Linked DNA regions of Sus scrofa: region 2 is linked to region 1. Evidence: chromatin contacts called from public Hi-C data. All regions are on one chromosome and are shown on one strand. The core of a region is the stretch at or near the end of the contact, and the rest is flanking DNA. Distances in the headings are between cores, read along the strand shown.

Region 1 (4,983 bases), core at 1,161-3,660:
AAGGCAGGGGCACAGGCACCCACGGTCCCTAGACACCCCTCTCCTGCCAGGGAAGGTCCAGGCCTGGAACTCACTTGCATGGGCATCCTTACCCACAGCCAGCTTGGCCAGGTCCCAGCATGCCCGGGGCGGTGATCACATCGCAGGGCCCAGGGGCGAGGGGAAGAAGCCAAGGGGAGGGGAGGGGCCGGGTGGCGCTGGTGGGATGCCTTCTGTGAGACAGTGGTCCCTGCTCCTCCCTGCGGCACCCCTGGCAGCCTCTTGATCTCACTCCAGGGCTGGGAATGTGCCGCCCTAATCCTCAGGAGGGCAGAGCACAACAGTCTTCCCTCCTTATGTAGAAGGGCTGCAGTGTAGACCACCAAGATAAGTCAGAATGACACAACCCCCATTCCAGGGGCATGCTGCACACTGGGCAAGTGAGCTGGGTCCTGTGAGGTCACTGGCCATCAGCTGTGATCCCTGCTGTCTCACCACTCCTAGGTGTGCAAGTCACAGCCCCGCAGGTAACCCACCTGTATAACTCTTCCAAAAGTACCAGGAAGCCACCACCCTGTGGTTGGGTGGTGGGGGAAGAAGGGGAGGTGGGGGTAGGAGGGGAGGTGGGGTGGAGGGAGTTCGGAGGCCAGGGGAGCGCCTTCTGACCCTGGTGCCACTCCCCACCTCACTGGCAACCACAAATAGGCCAACATCAAAAGCCCCTGGTTAACCTAGGAACCAGCTTCCACTCTGCAAATAGGAAGTGAGCCAGGCACCTAGCTAGGCCCTTCAAATACAGAGCGGGTCCCCAGATGGACACCCTGTGTTTGCACCAGAAGCAGCCAGCGTTGTTTCCCCAGATCGCTTTCCTAAAGCCTCTTTTCTTCTCAAACTCCAGCAAACTGGGGAGGAGAGAGACCCAAGTGGGCTTGGGTGGGAGCTGCTTCGCCTACAGGGGCGAATATCAAGGACAAAGAGCCCTGCAAAATGGTCCTGCCTGGAAGCCAAAGTGGCAAAGAAGAGGCTGAAGCTAGAATGCACTGCCCCTCCTCCTGCCCCAGGACCAGGCCTCCAGAGCCAGGGACTGGTTCCACTCAGAGAGCCTTCTCGGGTTTTCCACGGATGTTTCTTGCGTGTTAATACTTGACTACAACCTCACACACACACACACACACACACACACACACCCTTGGGGAGCTGGGATGGACCCTCATGAACCCACCCACCCACCCCAGCCACTTTTAGATTACCTGCTCAAAGAAAATGCTTAGCACAGGTGTGATCTTGAGTCCCCACCTCTGGCAAAATGGAAAAGGGTGTTTTGGGTGGTGTGTTTTTGTTTCTGTTTTTGTTTTTTTCTGCAAAGGGCAGGCTCTCTCTGTAAATTCAATTGCTCTTTGGTAAGAAGTGCTTTGTTTTCCAGCTCTGGTGGGGGGAGGGGAAATCTAGGTGCCCACAGCCACCACAGGTGTGGGGTTCTGTGTAGCAGACACACCTATTAGAGGGGGAACACAGAAACTCTCACCCCAAGGCCATGGCAGGGCCAGTGTCCTCAGATCTGACAGCCAGTGGCTTTTCACACCCCCCTAGCCCTAGAGATGGTGGGACCTTTGCCTGGGAGTCAGCAAGGCTCCCTTCTGGCCCTCCCTTAACCCTCGAAGTCCCAGTGTGGCTTCCTAACCCTCTACGGATCTGTCCCCACGGGTGCTGGATTGCGAGATTGGGTCCTGGTGTCTGCTTTTGTTGTACGGGCTTTTGTGGGAGTAAAATGAAGGAAGCAACTTCAGGGCGCTGCCTCCCTGAACCGTCCTTTCCTTTTTAAAAGGACCTGAGTTCTTAACTCTTCCATCACAGTGGCTGTAATATGGGATAGGGGAGAGATGGCCTCGGAACCGTTGGATGCACCGTGTGCCCTGTGTCTAGGGACAGGGGCGAGGGACTGTAATAGGATGAGTGCTGCACCTGGGAAAGGGGTCTCCAGCTGCCTTCAGGCCAGATTCGGATCCTTTGTGCACAAGTCAGCACTCCGCGAAAAATTCCACGTGTGACTAAGTTCAGCACAGCCTTCAGCCCACGCCGAGTCCGATCAATCGCCTGGACTCTGCAGCTGGACGGGTAAGAGAGACCCTAATCATGGAGACCCCGGTGGTGCGACGGCGCGGGAAGTGCGAGTACCTGGTTGTAACACTCAGGACCGCGGCGCGTGCTTCTTGAACCAAGTCCAGGCCACTGCGACCTGGATTCTCCAAAGACCACCCCATCCCCAGGCGCCCCTCTCACTCGCCCCCAGTCGGAAAACACTCACCTACTGCCAGGCAGATGGGGAGCAGCAGCCTGAAGATGAGCCCGCAGACCACTTCCGAGGCCATCGCGGTCAGTCCGGCGAGTCCGAGCAGAGGGGCGCGGCTCGCGGGTCCCTAGGACTCGGGTGCCAAGCCCATACCCGCCTAGGGCCTCCTGCGGCCGGCGGCTCGAAGCCGCCGGGGCATCGCCTGGGCGAGGGCCGCCGCGTTATGCGCCCCGAAGGCGCGCTCTCCGCTCCCCCGGCCGCCGCTCACCAAGCTCTAGGAAGCCCCCTCGCCGGGCGCCCGGCCTCGCACAGCCGTCCCATCCAGTGTGGAACTTCCCGATCCGGCGTCGGCGGCTTCTGCAGCCGGTGTTGGAGGCCGGGGCGCTTTGGGAGGGTCCCGCGGGGCGGCGCGGCGGGGAAGGGGCGAGAAGGGCGTGCTGTCCTTCCGTCAGCTCCTGGGGCGCCGCTCAGGGGCGGCAGGGAGTTTCTCCGCCGATACGCCTCCAAGCCAAGGCGCCTGGGCTGCCGGCCCGGCCCTCTGCCCACGCAGCTCGGCCGGGTTCCTGGGAGTAGCCCCGGCCCGGAGCGGCCCCGCCGCGGCTCCCGGAGCAGCGCGCGTCTCAGCCTCTACGCCCCGGGACTTCGGGCGGGAGAGACCCGGGCTCGAGCTGCTGGGCGCGCGGAACCATCCCCGACAGCGCGGGGCTCGCGGGACAGCGGCCAGAGGTCGAGACGAAGGCACGCGAGGGGGCCAGCCTCCACTCCCTCCTCCGCGGCCTCGACTTAAACGAGTAAAATGAAAACTGAACGCCGCCCGGCGGCCAGCGCGCCCCCGACCCGCGCGGTGCTGCCTCGCCCTGGAGGCGCAGCCCCGGCTCCCGGGCGGGCGCGCACTTCTCCACCTTCACTGAAACTTTCGAAGCCGCGCTCGCGGACGGGCGTGCGCGCAGGCCAATGGGAGGGCGGCTCGGGAGCGGCGCGCCGGGTCCCGCCCCCTGGGCTGCCGGAGGCGGGGGCACCGGGAGGGGGCACGGGGCTAGGGTGCAGGGGGAGACCCGGCTTCAGAGCCGGCGACCAGGAGCTAGTTCGCACTCCTATCGCGCTGCCTCGTCCGTGGTTCTGCAGACAGAAGGAACCGTCGTGGCATCATGTCCAAAGGGCGCAGCCTGAGCTCGCCCCAGCCCAGGGAGTCCTTTAATGCTAGAGGAATGGTGCACAGGCGACTGGAGGGCAGCCTTAGACAACTTTATGGGACTGTCACGTGTGCCAGGTCCACACGTGCCCACTTGCACTGATTGAGAAGAAGAGAAGCAGAATCCAACCAGTGACCCTGTCCATATTCAATCTTGTGTGAAGTTTCAGCTCTGACGGGGCTCAGGATCCTTCAGCAATGGGCACGGATTCGGATGTGCACCCACTTTGTATATTGTGGAGCGCTCTTGTTTTCGCCTCGGGCTTATTTGTTGCTTGTCATGGCCCCTGGGAAGAGTACATTGTTTCCCTGATCTCCTCTTAACCTTCCTTTTTTCTCGTTCTCTCTGTGAGACCTAGAGAGCTGTGGTTCCAGCTGGGAGATGGCAGCGAGGCTGGGTCCCTCATTTCAGGTTTATCCAACAGCGGGGGATGGGCTGCAGCCCTGAGGACCAGAAGTAAGTGGTCTGGTCTGCAGAGAGGACAGTTCAGAACTGGCGTTTGCATCCAGAGGACAGAGAAGGAAGATGTTGACTTGTATTGCTCACTGGCGTTCTGGGTTGAAATGGTTTTGGATGATGGAAGTCGGCGGATGGAAATTACACAAACCTTGGTTCTCTGTGTTAAACAACCAGGTCGCCCTTTCTTGAATTATAGTAAGCTTGTGTTTTTGAGTCAGATGCCTTCACAAAGTCCCTGAGAATGACAAACTGTGACGCATTACTTTTTTTCTGAAGACTGGAAGCAGTGACATCTTGTAAAGACATCCAGAATCTTAGACCATCTGTGTGCTCTTTGGCCCTCCAGAAGCCTAGACGTCTGAACCCCAAATGTTGCCATTCCTCACACTCAGGTTAGAGAAACAGCAGGAACCGAAACAATCAGCAGATCTTTGACAACTGCCAAGAAGGGTGTTTTGTATTTTGTAGAAGCCCGATGTCAGCCTGCACCTATTTTCCAAGTTTGGCCCTGTTCACAGGTGGTGTCCTCTCTCTCTGTGTCTCCGTCTATGTCTCCCTCTTTCTCTGGTACAGCTCGTTTGGGAGACCTAATTAGGAGCTCACAAATCCCTCCTGAACTTTCTGTAACACTTTGTCACCACATGACATCATCCTCAGTTACTCGAATATCTGTCATGTTCCTGGTAGGCTTCCCATACTAACAATGATCTAGATTCTTCAAAGTCCCTATCCTGGATGCTCATGTTAGGAGACAGGCCGTCTTACCTAATTGGCCTTCTGCTTGCCTGGTTGGCCAGCAACCTTTATCTTTCAGCTGAGCATGATCTTGCCTGAAAAGGGCACAGGGTGGAAAAACGCTTTGGGGAGAAAATGAACTACACTGAATACTCATAAACATATTATTTTGATATTTGATGGGCACCTAAAGCATGTGACTCCAACTTTTGCACAGGTAATGAATTAAGCCCTGGTCACCCCAGCCTCTGCATCTGCATGGACAATCAGTGGCTTCCTTGGGTCATTATTGGGACGTTAATGCCTCGGATTTCTTGTCTGTAAGTT
Region 2 (4,983 bases), core at 1,306-3,805, 550 kb before region 1:
GAGACAGCCCACTTTGTGTTACTTTGTGGAGAACGGCATGCCTTGAGCTTGTCCAGATCCACAGCTGGCTTTGTGGGAGTGAGAAATAAATGTGTGAATCCACTGAGATTCTGGAGTTGTTACCACAGACACTATAACCTCTTTTGACCAGAGGTTGTTGGAAAAGTTTGCCTGCAAAGGGCTAGATAGTAAATGGTAAATATTTTAGATGTTACAGGACATATGGTCTCTGTCGTAACTACTCAACACTTGTAGTAAAAAGCAACCATAGGTAATACGTAAATGAGCAGGCATGGCCATGTTACAATAAAACTTTATTTATAAAAATGGGTAGCAGATATTGCCCTTCTGTTCCATCAATCTGTGTGCCTGCTTTTGTGCCCGTACCACACTGTTTTAACAACTGTAGTTTTGTAGTATAGTCTGAAGCCAGGGAGCATGGGGCAGCTCTTGCAAGCCAGCCAGAGTATTGAGTTGTTATCAGTGTGCTGCCTCTGTGCTGGGACAAGCAATTCTGTGCATGGTTTTCAAGAGTAGAGTCTTGGTTTCTCACAGCCCTTGGGTGAGCCCCACTGGTTTGCAGGCCAACTCAAAGGGCTTGTCTTCCAGATCTCGGACCCCAGGCCTGGGTCCCTGATATGTGGTTTGAACCCCTCACTGCCTGGGGAGGATCCCCAAGCCTGTGGTGTCCCTTCCCCCGCTAGGGGTACAGGTCCCCACTAAGTTGCTGCTCCTCCTTCCAGCCAGACACCATGTGGGTCTTCCTTTACAGCCTTGGTTGTGGAAGAGCTATCCTGCTAGTCATCCCAGTCGATTTCATCATGAGTTGTTCTATGTGTACTGCAGTTTGAGGAGGTGATCTCAGCCTCCCCCTACTCTGCCATCTTGATCCTGCATCTGTGCTGAGATTTACTGACCTAGAGATGGGCTGCAGGCATGGCAGTCTCCAGGGGTGTAATCCATTGTCCTCAGTACCCAGGCATGAGGAGGCACAGGGCTGAGTATCAGCCCTGGACATGGGACTATGTCCTCCCAAGGCCACCCAAGCCCTTGTCCTGAGTGATTACGGTTTTGTATAACTGCTTCACAACAAGCGTGCAGACCACCTTGGCTTTCTGGGGTGCAGCTCTGTCATAAAACATCCAGCCAGTCTCTGCCATGTGGTGGGTTTCCCTGACAGGTCTGTAATAAAGTCCATTAGAGGTTGCCATATTTGATGGCCCCACCACATGCTCCCTGCCTTCAGGCTGGCAGGCAGGCACGCCAGTACCCCCTTGTGTCCTTGGGAATCCAGTGGAAACAGACTTTTTCTCCACGGGCACTGAATGACCCCACAGGTGCTATGTGAATTTTTGGGCTCCACATTTGCCAGTTTCTGTAGAGAGTCCACCTGAGTGAACAGCTTTGGCAGCACTTCTCCTTGAATTGTCAGAGCAAGTTGTGCAGTTAGTGACCCTGCCACGGGATTGACAGGAGTGAGCCAACTGCCCCAAACTGTGGCTCTCGGATGCCCTGTGATCAGTGCTGCGCCCTGAGCGGAAATGCAACACGGCCACTGTCCCACGAGCCCGGGGAGTCAGACTGTCCTTCCTGAACTGGCACAACAGTTGTGTGACTAAACTCAGGCGTGAACACACGAAGGTGTGGGCACTGCCAAGGACCTGGGTGATATTTGAATAGCTCATGGAGAGGTTTTCTGAGCACTGTGTCAGTTAGGGATGCCTTTGAGAGTGACAAAAATGATGAACAGTTGCTTAAAAAGCAGGAGTTCACTACCTTTCCCTGTAACAGGAAGTCTCAAGGAGGCAACTGGGGCATCACTGCAACTCGGTGACGTAGAGGTGACAGTTCCTGGGCCTGGGGCCTTTCCTCCATGGTGGTTACAGGGCACTGGGGCTCCTCCCAGGATGATGCAGAGGCAGGAGGGGCAGAGACTAGGCAGACGACCTCCACGTGGCCAGATCTGTGTCACATGGCTGCTCCCATCACGCAAAGGAGCCTGGGAAACGCACACCTCCGGGTATTGTCTTCAAGGAAAAGCAAGTGGGTGGTGGTGGGGGTGGGAGGATGGCGGCAGGGGGACTGGCTGTCGGGGGGAGCAGGTGCCTTCCAGGAGCTCCTTCTGTGCATGTGCACCTGTGTCCTTGTGCTGGCTGGGGGTCTTGGGATGTCACCATCCTGTTGGAACGCCTGTGACAAGTTCTTTATGGCAGGCAAGGTCTTTATTGCAGGCAAGGTCTTTATTGCAGGACCTGGGGAGTGTCGCCTGGAGCTTTACAGTTTTCTTGTCACCTTTGAGTCTTAACTAAGAAGGCAGGATGGGAGGGAAAGGGGAGGCTTCAATGTGTGAAAGCACCAAACCCAACACAATTTATGTGGACATTGTGATCATTTCTATGCTGAATTAATGAACTCTATCCTCTCCTTTTTTGGCTGGAAGAACACAAAAATCCCAATGAAAGGAAACAGATGTCGTTGCTTTGAGCGTTTCCAAAGGAAACTGCAGTAAAATCTGAAACACGCGGTGGAAAGGCCTGCTGTGTGACGGCACTGCTCTGACAGCGCTGCCCTCCGCCAGCTGGGTAAGTGCAGCATGTGCCTCCGGCCAGCACAGCCCCCACATCAGAGGAATCCCAAGAACAAAGTCAGGGAAACGTTGGGGAAAAGCTCAAACTGTGCTTCTAACTGCGCCTGGTTCTCCTTTTAAGCAAAAGCGGAGTCCAAAGGAGGACGTGTGGGCTGGTAATTAAACGTGATTTATGAGCCGGGAGGAGAGAAGACAGTCTGGGGGAGGACCATCTTCGGTGATCGGTTTATAGGCCCCGGGTAGCCCCAAGCCTCCGGCCCACCCCTCAGGGGAGGGACCTTGGGTTGTGGCGGCTGCTGTAGTCACTGTGGGACTCTGTGTCCAGGGACGTTGACCCTGACCAGGGGCTTTGAAGCCCTGGGGCAGCCCCCTCCTCCGTGCAGGCTCAGGGGAGCCGGCAGGGGGGGATTTCTTACCTCCCCCAGCGGGAGGTCGGTGGACACTGTGTCCCCACCAGGCACAGGGGCCGGAGTTCTGCCTCTTCCTCTTTCCTTCCTCTCTTCCCACCCGTGCAGTTTGAGACCGAGAATCAAGGAAAACAAGAAGGAAGCTCCTGATGGGGACCCCAGTGGGAGTGTGGTTATTGGTGGTGGGGACCCCAGTGGAGACCTGGCTGTTGGTAGTGGGGGCATGGCTGTTGGTGAGGACCTGGGGGGGCATGGTTGTTGTTGGGGTCCCCAGTGGGGGTGTGGTTATTGGTGGTGGTTCCAGTGGAGGCATGGGTGTTACTGGTGGTGGGGTCCAGGGGCACCTTCCCTGAAGGGGGACTGCTGGGTGGAGGTCGCTGACCTGCTTGGCTCTGCAGCCCCCACCTGCCCTAGCCCCCTCCCTACCCCCAACCCCCCAACCCCCACTGTGCTCCATGCCAGTTCCCCAAGAGGCTTGAATTCGTAATTGAGTAAAACCGATAGGGCAGTGATTGTCTAGATGAAATGTGGGCTGGGCTTCATTTCAACTTGGCCGTTCTTGTTCTCCTGCTGGATTTTTTGGGTTGAATGTTCCAAGGCAACTTTAAAAGGGCACGGCTGGGTGTGCCCTAAGTTTGATTTGTGGTTTCTCTGTCTACTTGTAAATGGAAAGCCCCAGCAAACAAAAGGCCCAGCTCTGGGGTCCAGCAAACAAATTGCAGAAGCCCAGGGTGGGGCAGTGGGAGTTAGTGGGAACGGGGGTAAAGCAGGCTCCCAGTTGGTTGAGAATAAAGTTAGTATTCCGCCCTGGTATGTTGTGCCTGCCAAGAATACGAGCCGCGGCTGTGTTAATAAAAGTGTGTTCAGCAGAGGTGGGTCGCCTTGTTCTGGCTTAGCGGGACCACCCGCGGAGCACGGCTGGGTCCTGCGAGGGGCATCTCTCTCTTCCAAGGGGTGCAGCTGATGGGGGCACTCTGGAAGAACAGCCAAGACCACGTGGCCCCCAAACCTGCCAGAGAAATGGAGAGTACAGGGGGGACACATATGTAGGCTAAGAGAGTTGAATGGCTGATGGATATAGGAAGGGCCACTGGGCTGTCCCCACATGGCAGGGCCAGGACATCGAAGGGCTGTCTCTGTGTGAGCTGAGTTGCAGGTTAGAAGGATCCTATTATGGGGAACTGCATACTCACCTTATGTATCAGTGTCAGAAAGAAGGGTAAAATAGCTGGCTTCCTGGGCTTCTCCAGCCATGAGATGCTATGATTTTCAGATGGACCAGCCTGTATTTTTCATAGGTTTAAGTGTGTGAGGAGGAAGCCAGCTATTTTACCCTTTTCGAAAGAGCTGCCCAGGATTTGGGCTCTGCTTGTGCCCAGGGCCATGCCCTGGGGGCCCTTGACTTGCCCTTGCGGTCTGATGTGCCTGTGGCTGGCCTGCGTCCACACTGGGGGTATTCCTGGGGAGCAGCTTCCTGCTGGGAGCAGATGATTAATTGTTCATAACATTTGTTGGACATCAGGAAATTGGTAGGGAACCCGGAACACAGAATTGACTCCGTTCCTCATCGCTGACGTTGCCGTCTAAGGCTGCAGGCTGGGACAGTGTCTGAACCAACACATGTTCTGGGGGAACCGTGCGCCAGCGCCTCCGTCCTGGCTGACAGTGGGGAGGGAAAGCCAGGCTGTCTTCAACAAATCTAGTGAGCGGGATCGGATTGAGAGCCCAGTCATTCCAAGTTTCTGATCTGGGGCCAGAACGCAGGCTGTTTAAACTCTGAAGGCAAATGTTCCTGCTTTTGCTTCTTGCACGAGAAATGGAGGGTCAGCGCTGGTCGCCCTGGGGAGGACCAGGGTGTGGTTAGGGACACCTCTGAAGGCCGTGCAAGGGTGTTCTTAGGCCACAGAGAAGAATGGGCTGCAGGAAACTCCCCTGGGGTGACTCTTTACCCCCTTGTTTAAGACAGGCCACAGGGCTGCATGGAGAGAG

The links. A called contact is a pair of places that touch in the nucleus more often than the background predicts.
Region 2: a contact with region 1 is called in a Hi-C map of subcutaneous adipose tissue, with 1.8 times the contacts expected there. The contact joins the enhancer-like site here to the promoter of PIEZO2 in region 1. A contact is called at or near these places in 5 of 47 Hi-C or Micro-C datasets (embryonic fibroblasts, epiblast stem cells, mesenteric adipose tissue and 2 more).

What each region holds. Positions count from the first base shown.
Region 1 is chr6:97,641,542-97,646,524 of Sscrofa11.1, reverse strand. PIEZO2 (piezo-type mechanosensitive ion channel component 2) reads right to left here and starts at 2,410. Exons shown (of 53, transcript XM_021096049.1): 1 at 2,285-2,410. The coding sequence starts at 2,348.
Region 2 is chr6:98,193,528-98,198,510 of Sscrofa11.1, reverse strand. No RefSeq gene overlaps it. Among named protein-coding and RNA genes, the nearest start is that of VAPA, 58 kb to the left of the region's middle. Within about 2 kb of position 2,555, at least 28 of the 83 cell types and tissues checked have an H3K27ac peak or open chromatin away from gene starts, as enhancers often do. A contact at or near this core is called in retroperitoneal adipose tissue and subcutaneous adipose tissue, where this site is marked.